Linked DNA regions of Anser cygnoides: region 1 is linked to region 2. Evidence: chromatin contacts called from public Hi-C data. All regions are on one chromosome and are shown on one strand. Each heading gives the region's core, a stretch centred on a gene start, on an enhancer-like site or on the middle of the called end of the contact. The rest is flanking DNA. Distances are from core to core; before and after follow the strand shown.

Region 1 (4,650 bases), core at 238-2,737, 120 kb after region 2:
CCATCTCAAAAAAAAACAAAAAACAAAAAAAAAAAAAAAAAAAACAGGAAAGCTGCATACAGAGTGCTGGGCTTTCCCATGATTCCTGTCCCTTAATTAGCAGAACAGTGAGCTTGAATCCCAAATTAACACAGTGTTCCAGCTACTTTTTACCCTCTGGTGACATCTTGTGGAAAAAACAAAGATACCCCTGCCTGGTGCCTAACACACCGAAGCCACGGGTGCCTGAACCTGTAGAGTGGAAGTCTCTTTCCCAAGTCCACAGGAGCGCTGTAGCATTCTCTATGTTTTAGTTTGTCTTTATTTTTTCTTTCCCTTACTGTTCTATGGATAGTGCAAACGAGCACTGTAACAACAAACCCTGTACAAAGAACTGAATATAGAGGTATTAAAAAAGCAAATAGGAGAGTAGAGCACAGAAACTGAGAAATGAGGGGAGTAGTGAACTAATTCCTTGAACTACGTTTTCTACTAATAAACATATCATTTATATTTTCTAAAGCTGAGGATAATCAACTGTTGAGCAATTAGGGTTTGATAGTTAAAGTCAAAAGGAACCTACAAACTGCTTGCCACAGTGGCAGGAGAAAGCAAATTATCAGCACCACACAATCAAAGATCTTTGTACACCCTGAAATACTAAGTGGCTAACCCTCCCAGTATGCTTGTATGCCATTGACAGAGGCTAGAAGCAAGAACCCAGCTCAAAATTAAGTCCAGACACTAAGAAATGGAAAAGGTTAGTAATACTTCGTACCAATATTATTTTGGAACCTCCATTTTGAAATATTTGCACATTCTTTATGAACAACATAAAATTAATTTCTCATATTTCTTTAACTGCATATGTCACCTGCAGAGGTGTAATTTTTATTAATCTAGCAAGAAAACTTTGTATGAAAGATTATTCACTGTTCTTAACTTCAAGGTCCTTAATTTCTGCAGCCATTCTAGGAAATTTAATATTTAAACTTTTCAACAATCTATTTCTCTACCATAGTATATTTTTAAATAATTGAATGCAAGTGATCAGCTGATGTTTATGGCTTTCCCAGCTTATTTCTTACATCTACTCTGAAACTACTTTCTGAAGAACTATTCCAGAACAACTTTCCACCAAGATATACTTATTTCAGAACATGAATTTCTAAACAAAGAGTTATTCCAAAATAGCTGTAGCCCTTTAAAGTCACCCCCTATCTTATATCACAATAACACATACCAAAGATGTAACACTCCTGTTCTTGGAAGGAAAAACAATTTCATATCTTCCTAATAAAAAAAAAAAAAATCATACCTCATCAAGAATAACCACCTATGCAATAGAAAATAGAATAATCTTCTCCTTAGAAGTTCTGATATATGATCATCCTCAGCAAAGATGATGAACATTTTGACAGTAACTTCAAAGGAAACAATTGAGCCAGTGTTCTCTAACGTTGTTAATCACTGAACTTATTATTATTATTAAAAACAGCAACTCACCAATGGGTAGTAATCTGCCATCCTGCCATTTTCATCTGCTACCTCTGGACACCTACATTCACCAGTGTAAGTGGATGTTATGCTGAAAACAAAAGTAGCTTAGGTTAGACTCATAATGTTGGAACAAAATCACAACTACATAACAAGAAATACATTCCCTTTTGAATTATGCTGGCACCTTGAAATGTAATTCCACAGAGAATATTGTTGCAGAGAAAAGAAAGTTCCATGAACATCAGCTGTCATGGAGATATCATAAAAGGATATATCTGTGTTTCAAGTGCTTCCACAAAACATTAGAAGAACGAAAGCTGGAAAGAACTAGACTATGGAGGGGAGCATACATAGGAAATCAAACACTCGTTAACAGAGCACCCACTGAAGCCCCAGTGATCAGCTGCAAGCAGCCTCTTGTCTCCACACAGACTGACTGTGGGGGCTCTGCAGGGGTGCCCAGGCAGTGTCAAACACTGCCAAGAGGCCTTCTGCAGCGCCTGACCCAGGGGCAACGGCCAGCACTGCTGACTGCTTGCAGTAGGTGAGGCCCTTGACCAGTTTCTGGCACAGCCTCAAGCACACATGCTTCTTGTAACGCTAAACACGTGTTAACTAGTCACAGAAGACTCTGTCAGCTTTCTAGAATAACTCTAGATTTGCAGTAGCTAATTGGAAAAAAAAAAGGGGGGGGGGGTAGGGAGGGTATTAAATAGTGTTTACTGAACTATGAAGATAGCAAACAAGTCAACAAAAAAGCACTTCTTGTCTCTAGGCTAACAGTGTTTAAACTGATATTTGGATTAGTAAACCAAGATTCCTGGAATAGCAATTCCCCCACAAAACATATTTAAAAACCAGAAAAGCACCAAACACTTAAAACCCAGATCATGTGTGTGGCACATTTCATGATATATTAGCCTCAAATGACATATGAAATAGCAGTTAATTACCTATTAAAACTGCTATGATAATAAGAAATACTTGAACACACAAGGCTGTATCTAGCAGTGGACTAACACACCTCAACCCCTTGGGATTATTGACGAAAACCAGATTGTCCCAGTGTACAGCGCAGACTCATTCCTAAGAGGACTTTGCTTCATGATTTTAAAGAACAAAACAAATCTTAGCATTAAATCAAAAGTATCAGAAGGAGCAGTATAAACATAGGTAGCTAGGGCTTGGTAAACATTAGAGAAAATAACAGGAACTCAGGAAGTATAGTGCCTAGTAATGCTGACGTAATTACTGCCTTGTGGGTAAAGAAGTACCAGATTTGACATAGAAGAGCAGAAAACTGTGACTGAGAAGGCAATAAACTGTTCCCTTGGTGGTGAAGGAAGGAAGGAATTAATCTTTCTTCACAGCAACAGCTACTTAAACTTCACTGAGAAAAGCCGCGGTTGCAGGCTTATCAGAAGGGCGAAATTCTGGCGTCAGGGTTGTCAGAGTAACCAGTGTCTCTCCAAGCCCTCGGCAGGAGCAAGACTGAGAGACTGGGGCTGTAAATCGCTTTTGTGCATCTAAAATACTAATAAACATGTTTATTTGCTTCAAAGTAATAAAAATAAATAAATAAAACAAATCACCCCCCACATTTTCAGCTGACTCAGCTCCTATTTACCTATTTAGTCTACTTACTCCCCAGTGAGGAAGAGCACGAGGACTGGTACATCCCGAGAGGTAGGGAGCACGAAGTACGTGCTCTCCAAGTCAGCTCACCCCTTGTCTGCCTCATCCTAAATTTCTCTCAGTGGGACCCTTGACTAGGCTTGGCTGCCTGTGTCCCTGGTGGCTGGAGGTTGAAACTCCAGATGATCTGAGCCCCCTCAGGCTGCGTTCTGCCGTCAGAACGAGCACCAGTCTCATTCGCAGTGGAAGGTGCCAGCCTCATCCGAGGGCACTGAAGACTGAGGAGGAGGAGGAGGGACGGTGTAGGTCAGTCAGCACCTGCTGGTACCACGGTGCGCTGCTGGGCTGTGCCTTGAGGCGCCGCCGGGAGAAGGCAGGCAGCACCCAGAGCTGAGGGAGCCCCCTCGCTGAGGACAGACAGACCGCCCGGCCTCAGACGGGGACCGAGAGAGGACCGACGGCCGCCAGGAGGCGCGGCAGGAGGCGGGCGCGGCCGTTGGGCCGCCCTCTCCTCAGCACCAGGCGCGGTTTGGCGCCCCGCCTGCCCTCCCGTCAGCGCGGGGCCGGGAGGTCGGGGCGGCCGGGGAAGGCTTTGTGGCGCTGCTTCCAGAGCAGAGGGGCTGCTGGCGGCCTCGGGTGAGGAGAGCGGTGCTGCTCAGGTGCCGGGGGAGGGAAACGCCGCCCTCGGGCCTCTGCCGAGCCCCTCTGCGGGGCCTGTGGTCGGTGCCGGGGGTGCCGAGCAAGGTGGGCTGCGGCGGGAGGCTCCGGCTGTGCCCCGTCCTCCGGTAGGTGAACGCGGGGGGCTGAGAGGCCGAGGCACGTCAGGTGAAAGGAATAAGTTGACGAATAATCAGAGCCGTATTTGTGCTTTTCAGATCGTGTACGAAGTGTAGTAAATTGAGCTCAGGTGCTTTGCTATTTATGCCAGTACAATCACCAGATGTCTGCTATCTGTTATCCCTGGAGACGCTGGTGGCCCAGCTATGTATCTCTGTGCCCTGCCCACCTTATATCCTTTGGATGATAACCTTGTTGCCTTCCACCAGTGGCTCAAACTGTTTATAATTGGCAATAGAAGAAAGCACACATGAAAATATTTTACACGCAAACCATGGTTTAAACCAGATACTTGTGATAATTTCGATTTTGTTGGATTGTGACATGTGAGGGAGATCTCTGAGTGAGCATCCCAGGCTAGACTGTGGGACAGAAATGCTCACTTTTTGTATAAGGTTAACAGGTAAACAGGTTACAAGCTGTGGTACATTCTCACTGCTGAGGAACATATCGATTGTGTTAACAGAGTATCTGCCCCATAGGCATACTCGCCTATGCCAGCTCTCCCTATACTGTCTGACTTGGGGTAAGAAGGGATGTGTGCTATACGTATATTCCCTACTTAAACAAATGCAAATGAAAGAATAAAGAACATACTAAACAGCCTTTTGGTCTATTTTGCATTCAAAGTAAAAACCGGTGTCTGGTTACTAATTCCAACTGAATCTTTTGGTTGAGGGTTAAGCCCACTGCAGCCCA
Region 2 (4,245 bases), core at 308-2,807:
CCTGCCCCCTCCAGCTGCAGAAACGAAAGTCTCGGTAATGGGCCCACTGCGGCTCCAACCACGCGGATGAGAGCTCCTTCTCTTAGCTCGTCAATCCACCTCAACACCCCAGCTACTTGGGCTGACTCGTTCTTTTGTTCCCCTCCGAAAAATGACTGCCTACAAACTCCCGCAACCAGTTCACACCTTCCCTTCTGGCAGAGAGGAAAGCGGCTTTCAGGCACAGGTGTCGGCGGTGCCGCTCCTTCTGCCTGCCCCAGTCTCTCGTGTCATACTTTATAAGGGACTCTCCCTGGCCTAAAGCAGCGTACCATCCTAATGGCAAGTCCCTTCAGGAAAAAAAGCAGGTTTTACAGTTTAAGGCTAAAACCTCATTTAGAGAAGAACATAACTCCTTCTCTTGCAGCGCAAGGAACAAAGCACAGTCTATGGGGTGCAAGGGAAGCTTCAGTGGTCACAACTCTTCCCTTTTTTTGGCCATGAACATGTCTCCAACTAATGGTTTCTGGCAAAATGTAGCTTGAACACCATGTTACACTTTTACAAAGATTACTATGTTATTGTTTGGCAAAGCTTTTAATTGACTGCTAGATTATTTTTAATGAGCAGGAAGTAAGACAAAATTTGCTACTGAATTTTACTTTGAAAGACATTTTTTTTAACATGCTTCTACATTTCATTGGCACATGGCATTCAGTGCAAATGCATGCACACGGCAGCAAACACCTTTCCTGCTAGCAAGGAAGTTTTGCATTGCAGTTATCACAATGCAAATGGTCATAAATTTCCAGAAAAAAAAAGGCACAAGCAAGACAGGAAGCAGAGTCATAAGATGTAGGGCATGGCTCTGAGACTGAGCAATAAGGTCCAGAGCCCAGCTCAGAATGGGAAAGCACTAGGTAATGGATCACAAATTGGTGCAGTGGAGGAAAAAAAAAAAAAAAAAAAAAGGAAAAAAAAGCTTTGGACTGGTTCCTTTTTAACCCAGCCGTAACTGAAGCAAAGTCCACGTTGCCAGGCCAGGGGAGCAAAGGGAGGAGTCTGACACAACTGCAAGGCAAGCCAGGAGCTCAAACATCCCCGGACCTTGGAACCACTTGCAAAATCCTTTAGTGCTGCAAACCCCACTGACCATACTGAGCAGCACAGACTTTGAATCCCTTCACACCTTGTCTAACCCTACTGTGACCAGTGTCCGGACCGACTTGCCATCCTAGGTGCCGGCAGTGTCAAACAGTACGTTCGATAGCACAGATTTCTCCCTTCCCCTCCCCCTGCCTATGTATTATCAACTCCGTTTGACTCGTTCACACTGGGAAACAACAAATAAACAAACCCGAACTTCCCCTTGAAAGAGAGGACTTCTTGTAAGGAGCCCTGGGAGTATGAAGCAGAGGGACCAACGCTGGGAAGACCAGTCCTTTCCAAAAGCACACAGAAGCAGACAACCTGGAGACAATACTAAAACCCTGAAAGATTTGACTCCACAGACATCTCTCTTAGGGAAACAGGACACTCGGACACGGCAGAACACAGATTTTTCCAGTTTCCTCCATATGTACAAGGCATCTGCCCTACTGGGCATCCAAGAAAGCCACCAGGACAATAGGAATCTTTACTTTGGCAGAAAATGGCACATAGCATATAAACAACATGAAGACTAAGATGCGAGCTGGCCTTCCAGGGTTGCGTTCGTTATCCGTGACTCCCATACATGGCTGTGTGTTATCTTGCTTTTGATTTAGTTACCTTTACCTCATTTTTAAGGGTTTATTTAGAAAATTCTACAAGGCAATAAATTACTAAACATCTAGGGGACCTGAAGAAAACTGCACACAAAATGCCTCATTTACAGCACATATTCCGACTCCTGCTGTCTACTGTATGTGATTTGTTGCTAAACCATATAGATTCTGAAAACTTCTGCTCTGCTATTTAATTTGTCCAACAGAGCCTGTTTTGTTGACCTCTGGGCTCCCTGCAAGGCCTGTTTTCCCAGACTCTCAGAGGGATGGATTGAGCTGGCTTGAATGAGGAGTGTCATATTTACTGTGGGCTGGGAAAAGATGAGGGCTTTGCTTAGTGCTGACATGTGTCAACTTCAAACCTGTAATAAGTGCATTTTTAGAAACAGAATTGTCTGTAGGGTTTTGTCTGGAGCTGACTGCGTTGTATCACTTAGAAAGAGGCACAAGAGGATTGTGAGGCCACATAAAACTGGATTATGACAGTGAACCAACTGGGCATTAGGAGTAAGCTAATTAGAAAAGAAGAATCTGCATGTACACACACATCTCGCTAATCAGTGACTGGGAAAGAAAGTACTGAGAAAATATATGGCAGCTAAACAGGATTTTAACTTGATATTAGAAAGAAAAAAAGACCCTTCCTTCAAGGACAAGCAAGCAGGAAAGCAGAAGATATGGTTGGTAAGAACAGCCCTGCCACACAAACAGCAGGGCTGGGCTCACCTAAGTTCGGGAGAGACTACGGACCTCAGTCATCTCAGACCCCAAAACAGCCACCGTAACAGCAGGAGCCCTTGGAAACCTGCATGGCTTCAGGTGCAGCTCCCACAAGATGACACTGCCCTGTTGATATGACTTCATGTTCATAAGGGATCCGTCACAGTGACTCCCGGAGAGAGCTAGGGATCTGTCACAAATCCCAGAGAGCCAGTGGCACCACAAATTCCTGAGTGAACCATGCTGACGCATTAAAGACAAAGAGGAACAGAATTATATATCTCTGCAGAAATGTCCTGGCCAGGGAGCTGCACCCAGATTTCCCTGGCAGTTTGCTGACACTCATGGTGTTTACGCACTAGGTTTTTTCTGCAAAGCTACTAGGTTCTCCCCTCAGACCAGCAGTGCCTTGGAAACAGTATACAATAAACTACCTAACATTTTCCTTCTTTTTCATTTTTTAATGACTGAGGACAATAGCTCCTTAAAGCACAGTATTAGGCCTTTAAAAAAATTGTTCCAGGCTACACAAGAAGGCTTCTTAGCATGCTGAGCAGCACTAACACCATGATCCTACACCCAGTGATACCTGAAAACCAGAGTTAACATGGGATATAACTAAGCAACAAGAAAATCTAGCCCTGGTGAAAGCAGTAAAGACTTGTAAATTGACATCTAACACTCGGCAGCTGAAGTCACCTCCCTAAGCTAGAGTCTAGGCGTACAGTTGCAAGGTTCACATTGCAACAACAAACATCATCCCAAGAGAAGGCTCCGACTCCTGGCTTTGTACCATTCACAACCCACTGGTGCTGTGTTCGTACGGCTTACAACGTCAGCCGAGACCCAGGAGTATTTTCACTCCAGGGGCCATCTGTTATCCTCTGCACAACAACCGCTATTAACTCATTGTCACTGGGAAATCATTTACTTAATAATACATTGAGTTGGCTGTTCTTGCTGCAGAAGAAAGCCGTTCCATAAACATGATGATGTATTTCCAAACTTCAGTATTCACCGCTGGCTTCCCTGGGTATTCCAAATTCTTTGCAGATTTTTAAATCTTCTCTTGTGATATAGACTTTTGGGAAGAAACGGTGTATTAATAGTTTGCTTGTGGTCTTGACTAGACCTGAGAAACAAAAAGATCAAATCAGTGTTTCCCAAACTACTTCTCAAAGTAGAGGAGGAAAATAAGAGTGTTCCCATGCTATGCCAAAGACCAACTGGAACTGAGTTCATTCTAATGGCAGAGATTTGCTCCCTTCACCTGCTCCCCGTAAGGTTATTTACTCGTGATATGTTCTTTACACACTGGGGCCCTTGATCCCGCAAACACTCGTGCACTGGGTAGCACACTTGATCTCGGTGGGACTCATTCACAGATACAACTCGAGGGAAATCAGGGCCACAGCGGCATTACTGAATGCTGCCGGAGTATAAAGCCTGCAAAACCCAAAAAGACACAGCGCCAACCAAAACCCAAGGTGGAGCAGCTCCCTGACTGCTGACCGAGCTGCGCATCTCTGAAGGACTAGAAATGATGCAATCCTGACATTTCCATTACTTTACAGCTGCACTTCTAACTGGAAGGGCACGGTGGCAAAACCAGATTTAACGTAAGCAATGTTCCTCAGCACCCCTTTAAAAAACAACACGAAGCCGAATAAACAATTCAAGACAAAATAATAATCTGAGCTGACTTTGCAGTATTGAACTTGCTTTCAAAACCAGTTTGTGTTTTTAGAAAATACTGCGGGTTCTGTACTCTCTGTGGTAT

Evidence for each region. Hi-C and Micro-C count contacts between places; a contact is called where the count stands out from the background.
Region 1: a contact with region 2 is called in a Hi-C map of liver, with 5 times the contacts expected there. The contact joins the promoter of SLC27A2 here to the enhancer-like site in region 2. A contact is called at or near these places in 2 of 7 Hi-C or Micro-C datasets (granulosa cells and liver).

What each region holds. Positions count from the first base shown.
Region 1 is chr11:10,733,489-10,738,138 of Taihu_goose_T2T_genome, forward strand. SLC27A2 (solute carrier family 27 member 2) reads left to right here and starts at 1,488. Exons shown (of 3, transcript XM_067003877.1): 1 at 1,488-1,551; 2 at 3,472-3,899. The coding sequence starts at 1,488.
Region 2 is chr11:10,610,589-10,614,833 of Taihu_goose_T2T_genome, forward strand. All of the region lies in intron 1 of LOC106043357 (high affinity cAMP-specific and IBMX-insensitive 3',5'-cyclic phosphodiesterase 8A), which reads right to left. Among named protein-coding and RNA genes, the nearest start is that of FSD2, 110 kb to the left of the region's middle. Within about 2 kb of position 1,558, at least 2 of the 3 cell types and tissues checked have open chromatin away from gene starts, as enhancers often do. A contact at or near this core is called in liver, where this site is marked.